Regions from separate parts of the Sus scrofa genome. Here regions 2 and 3 are each linked to region 1. The links are chromatin contacts, called in public HiChIP or PLAC-seq maps. All regions are on one chromosome and are shown on one strand. Each heading gives the region's core, a stretch centred on a gene start, on an enhancer-like site or on the middle of the called end of the contact. The rest is flanking DNA. Distances are from core to core; before and after follow the strand shown.

Region 1 (4,005 bases), core at 519-3,018:
AATGAAAGGCGAGAGGAAAAAAAAAAAAATCACATCCAACTTCCACTGTCAGAAAAAGTATTTTTTTCCCCTTTGGTTATATTGTCTTCACTCAAATGTGCTATTGCACAGCAGAGATAAAAATTAATAGCTTTGTTTCCTGTGATCTCTTTATCAGCCAAAGTACAGGACCGTGGCTCTCAGTCCTTTTAATGGAAAAACTGAGTTTGTATTATCGGTGATAAGGCTGTGTCAGGCGTTATTTTATTCTCTTATCTCCCTTGTTCAAGGTGAGGTGTTCTAGCCCTGATGGATGAGCAGGGCGACCGTGACTCTGATGTTTCCTGTGCCTTGATCTCACTTTACCTTTGAAGATAACTGTGGCAGGTGAGATGGGACTGGGGCCGGTGGATTCTGAACACAGATCCCAGGAAAGGCTGTGATGGCTGGAGTCCTTGGCATAGGAGGCTGGGACAGGTAGCTTGAGAGCTCTGCAGACTCTGTCACATGGCCCAAGTCACCTACACAGCAGAAGCTTTCACACCTCCTCCAGGAGAGTTTATTCATCAAACACTAACTGGTATTCTCAGATGTTCCCAGCATAGTGTCTGATAGGGAAAGGTGAGTCATGCCAGTTCCTGCAACACTAGGGACGCTCCTGGCGACCAAGGGTTGCAAGTTTAGTTACACGGGAAGGAGGCTTAGTCACATCCTCCTGCCCTGGGTTCCAGAGCCCATCTACCAAGCTGCGCTTCAGCTTCTGTCATGGTGTGTGGTCATTTATTTGTCTGCGTGTCTGCTTCTCCTTTTAGAACGTGTGTTCCTCTGGAGCAGAGACCAGATCTTAGACTGGTCTCCAGTCTGGCTTCAGCGCACGTTGAAATATAGTCAATGTTTGTGTACTGAATTGATATGTGGGCAAATTCATTTATTCATCTGTTCATTCATTCACTCATCATCCAATGTCCATTTGCTGATCTCCATTATGTTACAACTCCCTCTAATACCAGAGGTTTAAAAAAGCAGTGGCTTTGGAGTTCCCGTCATGGCTCAGTGGTTAACAAATCCGACTAGGAACCATGAGGTTGCGGGTTCGATCCCTGGCCTTGTTCAGTGGGTTAAGGATCTGGTGTTGCCGTGAGCTGTGGTATAGGTTGTAGATGCGGCTTGGATCCTGCATTTCTGTGGCTCTTGTTTGGGCCGGCAACTACAGCTCTGATTAGACCCCTAGCCTAGGAATCTCCATATGCCACAGGTGCGGCCCTAGAAAAGGAAAAGAGACAAACAAACAAACAAACAAACAAACAAACAAAAAGAATCAATAGCTTTACTCTGAGTCTCAGCGGTGGCTCATGCAGGAGGAAAAGAAAGTCCTGTCCCAGCCCCCTCGTCACACCCACAGAGACCCCTGGCTTCTCATCCTTTGTCAGCCCCAGTGGTAATTCAGAGCTGGCTGTGGAAAAGACCCCTCAGATACTGAAAAATGAGTTCTGGAAAAAAGTCTTCCCATATACCCTGTCTTCCTTCTTCTATTTAGAACAATGATTTCCTCCCTTTATTATGTTCCTGAGACACTGGAGGAATGGCTTGGCAAGCCATGGAACCAATCCCCAAATTGTCATCCTCTGATGGCATCTACATTTCCCTAGAAGCCCATGTGGAGCCCAAGAAGACTGCATCCTCAGCAGGGGCTTTCTTACGGGGATTTTATGGTTATTGGCTAGAAAGCCAACGAGGCAACGGTCACGGGCTAAAGAGCCAAAGAAAGTCCTCCAGGCTTGCATGACTCAGCCCCAGGAGTGGCTCACTGCATGTTAAAATCAAGGGATGTGCTGAAGCAAGGCAAGGCACAGGAAGCTATCTGAGATAAAAGACATCATCTATCAAAATGCAATTCCAGACTCCTCTTCTAACTCCTGGCGGGAAGGAATTGAAATAATCATGGTCTCTCCTTTGAGCTGGTCAAAGTCACGGAGCCCTGAGGTCCTGGGAGTGTCTTGGCAGGAGTGATCTTGGACAAGTCCTTGACCTGTTCAGTTTTCCAGGCTCTTATCTGTCAAATGAACAGGCTGATTAATTCCCAAGGTGTTTGTAAGCTCTGACAGTGAATTCTATGCTATCCAACTGTTTTATGATTCCTGGATATCCTGAGGTGAATTTCCAGGCATAAAGTCCTTGTCTTATGATTCCCCCAATGTACGTCTGGGTGGCCTGAACCCCCGTCTCTACATGAGGCCCCATATATCCATTAGCAGGATCTGGGAGACCAGCAGAAGAAACCCTTCTCCTCCAGGGCCTGACACTGTGTTAGCAATGACCTCTGTGGAGTTTAAGCTGAATACTGGACCAAGAAGTCGAACATGGGTTAGTGTCTACATCAACTATGACTCACTTAATCCCTTAAGGCTCATCTCTGATGAACCCTCTTTTATGAAGCTTTCCCAGATTCCATCTAGAAGATTCTGTTCCTTCCCTGTTCTCCTCTTAGTTTGCTTATCAGTTTGTGAGGGGTAGGGGCTAGCAGGCAGAGTCACATAGCTTCCCACAGATCCCAGGAGAATTTTGTGCATGGTAGGAGCTCAATAAACATGAATCAGCAACCTGAGGAATTTGCGATCAAGATTTGAATTAGGTAGGGATTTAGATTGACAGGTAGACAAACAAATTTCTATAATCTCCTTGGTGCTGGGTTAATGACTCTCAACCTGGAATCCCTGGAGCCCAGAGGTCTATTTGGGTAGTAATGGGAGTAAGGAGGGAGTAGAGAGAATTACTGGATTGTAATGACAAAGCCCAACTCATGTTGGCTAAAGCAGAAATGGGGCGCTTCTTGGGGGCAGAGCTGGCTTCTGGTTTGACAACCAAGGCCTTGAGCTGTTGTCAGCTTCTATTCTCTGGCTCTAATCTTTACCCCCTTCTGTTCTGGTTCAATGCTTGGGCACACCCTCGTGGTGGCAAAACAGCAGATAGCAACCCCAGGGAAAATGGAAACCCATTTCTTCCCTAACTTTTTCAAAAGTGTGCTGGGCTTATCTCTCAAAGTTTATTGTGAGTTAACAACCCTTGTAGCCAAAGAGGAAGTGGAGTTGGGTTGATTTTGGTTCAAGTCCTTTCCTGGAGCTGGGGAAGTTCTGGGGACTGACGTGGGGGAAGGTGTTTCTAAAGAAAAAAGAAAGGGAAAGGAAGGAAAAGGGGGTGGTGCTGTAACCAGAAGAAAGGAGATTAATACTATGGTAAAATCCATAAATTGGTGTCTTCAAAATATTTTCAGTGTTTCAAAAAGCCTAATAGAAACCCTTGTTTTACTAATGTTGAAGTCATAGATGCTAATTAACACATCAATTTTTTTTTTGCCTTTGACTGAAATTATATCAACTCAGTTTAAAAAGATTAGATCTTTCTTTCTCTCTCTTTTTTGGCTGCACCTGCAGCATGCAGAAATTCCTGGGCTAGGGATCACACTTGTGCCATGGCAGTAATAATGCCAGATCCTTACTCAACTGAGCCACCAGGGAACTCCTGAAAATGTCTTATTGATCAGAAGCACTTTTTTTTTTCCCCCTATCAGAAGCACTTTGCCTCATAAGGAATGGAAAGGAAAATTAATTTCTGGCACATCCCATTTAATAACACAGATTTGTTTTAACTGTAATTACTGTGACTTTTCCCCTTGAAACTTGTATTTGTATCATACATATCATATCATAAATATTTCTATCTGGCGTCCAAGGTTAGTGTATGCTCTTAGCCATTACAAGCCAAATAAAATTGAAGGTGCTCTTTCAGCCAATAATCATTACTGCTTCACCCTACAAGTGGTTCTCAGCCAATGGGCGCTCCAACAGCAGTTTGAAAATTGAGTCATGGCAACTTGTGTTTTTCCCCTCTGGGACCCTCTCTTTCCGCCATATATGTTGTGCTCTAGTTCTTGCTTTGCTGTGGGAGTCTAAGCATTGGAGGAAGATGAAGAAACAAAGTTGAGTAACTTACTGGGGCTTAAAATGCAAAACTCAGGAGGCCTTCAAA
Region 2 (4,005 bases), core at 788-3,287, 280 kb after region 1:
AAATTTTCAGCAAAGCATGAGAATAATGTAGCTCACAGCAATGCCCTCTGGTCTTTCAGAGCATCAGACATTTTTTTTAAAATCAGTCGTGTAAGAAATGGCATGACTTTTTGGATGATTAGCAATCTAGTCTAGATTTTAGCTGGTGACACTTTCTGCAGCAACTTGCCTGTTACCTGCCACATAATAGGCTTAATCACTGTCCACTGAATATAAGCAGGTATCTTCATGTACATGAATACCATGTATAATAAGGGGTGTGATTTTGGTAATTATGCATGTAAATCTATTTGGATAGATAATGAATATGCAGATGGATAGATACTGGGGCCATGGGTCAGAGAAATGCCAAAAAGAAAAGAAAAAAGGAGGAGTTCCCATCATAGTTCAGTGGTTGACGAACCGGACTAGTATCCATGAGGATGTGGGTTCAATCCCTGGCCTTGCGCAGTGGGTTAAGGATCCATCATTGCCATAAGCTGCAGTGTAGGTCATAGATGCGGCTTGGAACCCGCATTACTGTGGCTGTGGCATACGCTGGTGGCCGCAGCTCCCATTCGACCCCTAGCCTGCATGCCTCAGGTGCATCTCTTAAAAAAAAAAAAAGAAAGAAAGAAAAGAAAAATGTACTAGAAAGTGTATTTAGCACCTACTAGGTCCTGGGGGAAGGAAATGGAAGGTGAGTCTCTTTGCACGGGCCTCAGATAACCATAAATAACATAGGCAGATGATTTTAAAGAAGCCATTTTTGTAGGTAAGGACTACTTGGATTTGGAGGCAAAGGAGGACCATTTTCTTTTTGGTGTGAAACACCGAGAATGTTAGGGATGAAAGAGGCCTGGGGCAGCCTGTGGACTTAGACATCTTAGATTGTAAAACTGAGCTGTGTAAAGAAGGGTTCCACAGGGATTCACAGACTTTAAAAAACATAAAAACAACCCCCTTCCCAAGCCACCCCTCTTTTCTGAAGGTGCTACGGAAACCTTGAAAAATGGGTCTTTGCAAGGAAGCAGAAAACCTGGTGAGATGGTGTAAGGTCAAGAGCATGGGCTCTGAACTCAGCCAGGGTTTAAATCTCCCTCATCTGCTTTTTAGCTCTTGGATCTGAGGGAGACTACTTCCATTTGGAAACTCTGAGCCTCGACTTCTGAAATGCAGACTCTGCCTATGTCTCTCTTCATTATGAGTTTAGATTATATCACAAGGGGTTCAGCAAAGCTCTGTCTCTCATTCCTCCCCACACCCACAAAGCCCTCCTCAGCCTCTGTCTTTCTCTGCACCCTTGGTCGGAAGCACTTGCTGCTTTCTCCCTTCTCATCTACCACATTCAGGTGTTGGATCAGATGATTTCCAAATTTCTGTTACATGAGTCTAACTGTCTGGTCCTACTTTTTACCAGATGGCTGGGCTAGCTGGATAGGATATCAAACAGTCTATTTTCTATACATTTATGTTAATGAGCCATTTACTGAGCTTTACCACATTTAATCCTCAAAAGAATACCTGTAAGGTAGCAGTTGCTTTCCCCCTTTATAAATCAGCAAACCAAGCCAAAAGGCATGGAGAGAAATCATCCTAGACCTATGGTTTGGGGGCAGGCTTGCAGAGGAGACTCTTTTGAAAGGCTTAACAATAGCACAAGAAAATGAGGCCTTTCATTATACCCGTGGCCTTGAAAATCAAGTGGAAACTTCCCAGTTTTCACTCCATCCATCGCCCCTCCTCTTGCACTAAATGCTTTAGTCATCTTCTCTTTCTTTTTTGTTGTCTTTTTCCTGTGTTGCCATTCCAGGCTGAGGTCATGACTCTCCTAAGAGCCTTAATCAAATCTGGAAGGCAACAGGGCTGAACACAGGATCTTTCCTACCTGACTCCTGGACTGAACAAGTGCAAAGAAAGCTGATGTTGGGAATCCAGCTCTTGCTGCCTGCGGCTGTGGGGCTGGCTATGAATTTTTACCAGCTCTTGCCTGATCATCTTTCTTTGGCCTTTGACATACTTGTCACTGGATCCGTGGTAAAGCCAGTCTTTCTCTCTAGCCACTAATTTGTATTTCCCCCAGAGAGCCTAGAACTATGCCCTACCCAGCGGGTACTCACTGTACTGGAGGTGGTGTCGCCAACCAACACAGCCCCAGATTACATTAAGTATTTCAGCAATTGCAATGAATTTCTGGCCAGCCTTGATGGTTTGGTCAGCTTCAGTCCCAGCCTTGCCCCTCAGAGATTGACAAAGCCCAGTTTCAACTAATTCTTAATAATGCAATTAAATTTTTGGAAACTGAGCTGGGTTTCATATTTAAATGGTGACTTTCACCACACAGGAGAGGTTGGCCAAATGCAGGAGGAACTGGAAGATTTTTGCAAAGAGATGAATTTGGATTTTCCATTTTTAGAAAAGCTGCATATGCTCATGTGCAGGTAACACTCCAGGCTCAGGGGTTCCCAAGGGCCAAAAGAGTGGGTAAAGCATGAACCCCTAAACCAGCATGCCTCATAGGGAATCATCAGTATCCTCAAAAAGAAAACTAATATTAGTAGTAGAATCTAATGGTAGATATGAATTTTGTTTAAATATTCTTTATATTTTTACATTTTCACAATAAAATATTTGGGAAAAAAAGAAAAGATTTGGAAAGATTTCATGGATGGAACTAGAGACTCTCATACTAAGTGAAGCAAATCAGAAAGAGAAAGACAAATACCATATGACATCACTTTTATCTGGAATCTAATATATGGCACAAATGAACCTTTCCACAGAAAAGAAAATCATGGACTTGGAGAATAGACTCCTGGTTGCCAAGGGGGAGGGGGAGGGAGTGGGATGGATTAGGAGTTTAGGATTAATAGATGCAGACTATTGCCTTTGGAATGGACAAGCAGTGAGACCCTGCTGTGTAGCACTGGGAACTGTATCTAGTCATTTATGATGGAGCATGATAATGTGAGAAAAAAGAATCTATACATGTATGTGTAACTGGGTCACTCATGCTGTACAGTAGAAAACTGACAAAGCACTGTAAACCAGCTATAATAAAAAAAATCATTATGTAAAAAAGAAAGAAGAAAAAAGAAAAGTAGGGGCAGAATTAAAACGTTTCTGCTTTTGAAATGCAACAACACTTACCTCTCAGGGCCATTGCAAGGATGGCATTAGGGCATATGCGGAAGGGCTTGCTCAGGGTCTTGCTCAGAACAGGGAGCAATGAATGTATTTATTAACACCACAGCATGGGAAAAGGCACCACTCTGAAGTTAAACGACTGCATCTTGAACTTCATGCTGCAGCTCACTAGCCCAGCTGGTGCCTTTCCATCCCGGGTCCCAGTCTCCTCATCTTTCTAATTGGAATAATAATCACAGCATATTTCTCAGGGTCACAAGGAGAAGCATGTTAGAGAACTGTTGAGAAAGTTCTTTGCAAACTAGAAAGCTCTCTAGGCAAAATAAAACATTATGAGATGTATACCTAACTTCTGTGCCCTTGTTTCAGCTCTTCTCTCTGCCTGAAACGCCCTCCTTCCCCACACCCTCTCTTCCTAACCTGGCTATTGAAGGCCTAACTTTCATTTATAAGGCAGGAGAACATAATGGCTGAGAGCAAAGCCTTACCTGGCTGGGTTCAAATTCCCACTTCTGTTTGTTAGCTCTTTGACCTTAGGTCAGTTACGTTCTGTGCTTCAGTGTTCCATCTATAAAATGAGGATAACAGCACCATGAATTCCATAAGATAGTGGTGAGGATTAAATAAGTGCACACATGCAAAGTACCTAGAACAGTATGTACTAAGCCCCTATATGTGTCAGCTCATTATTTCAGAGCTTACTTTATTATTTTGATGTTTATTTCAAGGGCACAGTCACTATATTACAAAATTTTTTATCATGACTTCAAACTCTACCTCCCCCAGAAACGTTTTTAGATGTCTTAGTTTGAAGCAATTGTTTCCATATTTAAATGCTCTATTTGTTGTAGCTCAGTGATTGCCCTTTTCATTGCTGGT
Region 3 (4,005 bases), core at 1,078-3,577, 280 kb before region 1:
CGCCAAATCCTTAACCCACTGAGCAAGGCCAGGAATAGAACCTGCAACCTCATGGTTCCTAGTCAGATTCATTAACCACTGAGCCACGACGGGAACTCCATCTACCCATATTTTTATTCCTCAGTGCCCTGTCTAGGCTTTGCATAGTAGGCATTTAAGAAATGGATTTTTAATCTTAAGAAAACCTAGAAGAGAACAGTTCTTGTTCTAAAAAAACAGAAATATAAGGATTTTAGGTATTCTTATTCTAAGAAACAGAAATTTAATGAACCTATCTACAAAACAGAAACAGAATCACAGACGTAGAGAAGAGACTTATGGTTGCCAAGGGGGAGAGAGGAGGGAGTGGATGGACTGGGAATGTGGGGTTAGGGCAAACTATTACTTAGAATGGATAAGCAATGAGGTCCTATTGTACAGCACAGGGAACTATACCCAATCTCTCAGAATAGAACATGATGGAAGATAATATGAGAAAAAAAAATGTGTGTATATATATATATGTGTGTGTGTGTGTAAGTGGGTCACTTTGCTGTACAGCATAATTTGGCACAACACTGTAAATCAACTATAATTAAAAAATAAATTTTTTAAATAAAAGAATTTAAAACAGAAATATAAGGACTTATAAATTTACCCACTAGCAATCTTACAAACCCTTGTAAATGACAACCACTATTAGTATTTCATCAGTCTTCTCAGGTTTACATGAGAAGTTCAGAAAATGAACACAATTTTCATAATCATTATCATAGTTTGAAGAAGTCCAATAAAAATGCACATTGCTTTTCTGATGTGAGCACAGGCCCACAACCATTGGTGTGAGAATCATTTTCAGAAACCAAAAACAGCTTTCCTAAAATCTCAGCACCACTTCAGCCCCACCTTCCAACCCACATCTCATTAAAAAACAAAGCCATTTCTTTCATGCCTCATAATTAATGATAAAGTGAGTCAACTATACAAACAAAACACCAACAATAATTTACTGTGAACATTGTTGCATTTGTACTGCACTTATATATCTACTCTCTCATTTGATGTTTTTCATGAGCTTCTGCAGCAGGAAGAAATGGAATAATTGTTTTAGAGATGAAGAGATTCAACTCTACAAGATGTGATTTGCCCCAAAACACACAGCTCATAAGAAGTAATGACAAGATGTGAATTCAGGATTCTCGAGATTCTCCAACTAAACTTGTGTTCACTTATTCAACATTGTCTCTCTTATCTGAAGTGTTTAATCAAGCACAAGAAGTTGATAATGGAGCCCTAGGGAAGTTATCTAATTGGATAGAGCCTCAGATGGGTTCTCTTAAAACATAAAAGAAGGAAAGAGAAAGAGAGAGAGAGAGAAAGGAAGAAATAAACCACTTCGGGTAAAGATAGTTAAATTTCCTGGAAAACAGGGGTCTTGAACTGTCCTTTAAAGATGTATTAATCAAAGCAAGCCCACAAACTGACAATTTCAGAATCATTTCGGAGCTTGTTAGAAATATAAATTTTTCCACACTGTGTTCTCAGGCCTCCAGGACAATAACCTCTGAGGCACAGACTGCCCAGGTGATTCCAATGCATAGAAAGTTTGAAAAGTGTTGCTTGAAAGTAAAAGTCAGACCTGAGTAAATAACAAGACGGTTACAGGTAGGCTAAAAAGGGGGAAGGGGGGAAGGGCGTTGGGGAGGGGGGACAACATGAAAAATTAGGAGGCCTAGAATCCAGAAAATTCAAGAAATGTCAGCAAAAAAAGGTTCAGAACACTGGGCTGGGAAGGTAGTATCCTGTGAAGGACAGGGTCCGAATAAACCTGGGGTGAAATCTTGAACTAGAGAAAGCTGAATGCAAGCAGAGCAGTCTCTAGAACCACTCAGGCCCAAAGTTTAAATCTTGAGAGAAAGTATGTAGACCTAAGCAACAAAAGCATCATGTGATGCAGGACAAGAGGTCCCTCAGGGTTTAGAAGGTCTTCAGAAGAGAACCTCTTTTACAACCTGGAGAAACACAAGTTCACCAGACAGACAAGGATGGAAAGAACCATGGCAAAGGGCCAAGGTGTAAAACAAGATCTATTTAGCACCAGTGAGGCACCCTTGATTCAGTGTCCTCATCTGTACAAGAAGAGATTAATGATCCTAACCCAGTTGAACTATTGAGAAGATTAAATAAAACAGTTCTACACAATGACTCCAAATGTGATGTCCGGCACAGAGTGGACACTCAACACAGTACACTGACTTTCTTTCTCTTCCAGGCCACTGCAGTTCGTGAGAGTGAGCTAGGCATTGGGTCCTCTCTCGGGCTGGTTGGTAAGTGACTGATTTGGAGGATGTTTTCTCATAAAAGTTCACAGGGCAGCCTGCTGGGGGAGGTCCCGTGGTTATGAAGCATCACACTCAGCCACATTCCATTTTAAGACCTACAGCTCCTTCACTTCCTGCTTCTCACTCTTACTTTTTTCAGAGGGGCTGCAGGTTCTCAAGGTTATCTTGAGCACAGCTTTCTTTCTAAATGACACATAACCACTTCTACAGGCAAAAGTGCTCTGTGTAACTTCTTCTTTCAGAATGGGACTCTGGGCTGCCTGAAAATGGATCTAGGTCCATTCCCAGATGATCTCTTGGAAAGCAGACATGAATCAGTCCAGCAGGTTGGCTGGAGGTCTCCAAGAGTCTGTCTACAGGGGGATATTAACTAGGGTTGCTCAAAGGGAAAAACCAAGTTCCAGAGTCAATTGAAAGCAAGCTGACCGCTGTCCCACAGGGTTTCCTGAAAGATTTAGCAAGCTAATGTACTTTGTCAGTACCTAAGAGGGCGCCAGAGTATGCCGCATTCTCCAGGCTTACAGGGACCAATTTTAAGAGTGGTATCTCCTTGGACTACTATTTACTGACCATGCAGGAGAAAACAATACGTCAGCGCATGATATAGATAAGGCAGGGATCATCCGTTTGCTTAGAGTCCATTCCCAGAAAGATTAAGAAGGTGGCAGCATTTTTGTTATGCTTCTTCACCTTCCCATTCATTATCTATACTCACCGCATCCTCCTCTTCCTCCACAAGCCCTTTCCCTTCCCCATTACTCTGTGCACGCTGTTTTACAAAGAATCTGCTAATTCGATAAACTAATGCCTTCTTTTTCAACACTTTGCACATCGGTGCCTCTATTATGTTATTCATTCCATTTGCTTAGGAAGCATCCCCTTTATCAAAATCCTATTAATTCAAGGCCAACCCAAATGTCACTTCCCCCAAGAAGCCTTCCTTAATCCCCTGCCCTCCACACCAGTTGGAAGTAATCGTTCTTTGCTCCTCACTGAACTTTCTCAGCAAGTTTCCACTTTCTACCTTAAATGATAGTTATCTGTGTGCTGTCTCACCTTCACCAGTTGGTTCACCCCTTTCCTAATACTTTCACACCTGTCATCTTGGTTCATCCCTACAACATGCTGGGAGGAAGAACAGGCAGGTATAATTATACTCATAGTATGGAGTAAATGTAGCTTAGTGGTTAGAAGTGGAGTTGCTAGAGACAGACTATCTGAGTTCAAGTCCTAGATAAACTCTCTGGTTCTCAATTTTTCATCTGTGAAATGGCAGTAATAGCAATACCTTCCTCAGAGGGGGATTATGGGGATTAAGTGAGTTAATGAGGCAAAGTACTCACACCTAACTAAATATGCATTTTTCTAAATCTTTTTAGGGCCGCACGGTGGCATATGGAAGTTCCCAGGCTAGGGGTCGAACTGGAGCTGTAGCTGCTGGTCTATGCCACAGCCATAGCAATGACAGATCCAAGCCACATCTGTGACCTACACCACAGCTGAAATGCCAGATTGATTAACCACTGAGCTAGGCCAGGGATCAAACCCGCATCCTATGGATCCTAGTTGGATTCATTACTACTGAGCCACGATGGGAACTCCTCAATATGCATTTAGTAAGGGTTCCAGGGGAGTTTAGAAGTGGCCAGGTCAGAATTTTCCAGATTTATGTCATGTTTCTTTC

What was found. HiChIP or PLAC-seq counts read pairs in DNA pulled down with a chosen protein or histone mark.
Region 2: an H3K27ac HiChIP or PLAC-seq map of alveolar macrophages shows a contact between it and region 1. The contact joins two enhancer-like sites. A contact is called at or near these places in 2 of 2 datasets of contacts at active chromatin or transcription factors (alveolar macrophages and skeletal muscle).
Region 3: an H3K27ac HiChIP or PLAC-seq map of alveolar macrophages shows a contact between it and region 1. The contact joins two enhancer-like sites. A contact is called at or near these places in 2 of 47 Hi-C or Micro-C datasets (heart right ventricle and skeletal muscle) and 2 of 2 datasets of contacts at active chromatin or transcription factors (alveolar macrophages and skeletal muscle).

Annotation. Positions count from the first base shown.
Region 1 is chr13:125,696,529-125,700,533 of Sscrofa11.1, reverse strand. No RefSeq gene overlaps it. Among named protein-coding and RNA genes, the nearest start is that of LPP, 84 kb to the left of the region's middle. Within about 2 kb of position 1,768, at least 10 of the 83 cell types and tissues checked have an H3K27ac peak or open chromatin away from gene starts, as enhancers often do. A contact at or near this core is called in alveolar macrophages, where this site is marked.
Region 2 is chr13:125,417,718-125,421,722 of Sscrofa11.1, reverse strand. It overlaps LOC106508008 (a long non-coding RNA gene), which reads right to left. Exons shown (of 5, transcript XR_002337803.1): 3 at 3,615-3,694. Among named protein-coding and RNA genes, the nearest start is that of BCL6, 30 kb to the right of the region's middle. Within about 2 kb of position 2,037, at least 2 of the 83 cell types and tissues checked have an H3K27ac peak or open chromatin away from gene starts, as enhancers often do. A contact at or near this core is called in alveolar macrophages, where this site is marked.
Region 3 is chr13:125,975,548-125,979,552 of Sscrofa11.1, reverse strand. The region is part of intron 2 of LPP (lipoma-preferred partner); the gene reads right to left. Among named protein-coding and RNA genes, the nearest start is that of LPP, 200 kb to the right of the region's middle. Within about 2 kb of position 2,327, at least 14 of the 83 cell types and tissues checked have an H3K27ac peak or open chromatin away from gene starts, as enhancers often do. A contact at or near this core is called in alveolar macrophages, where this site is marked.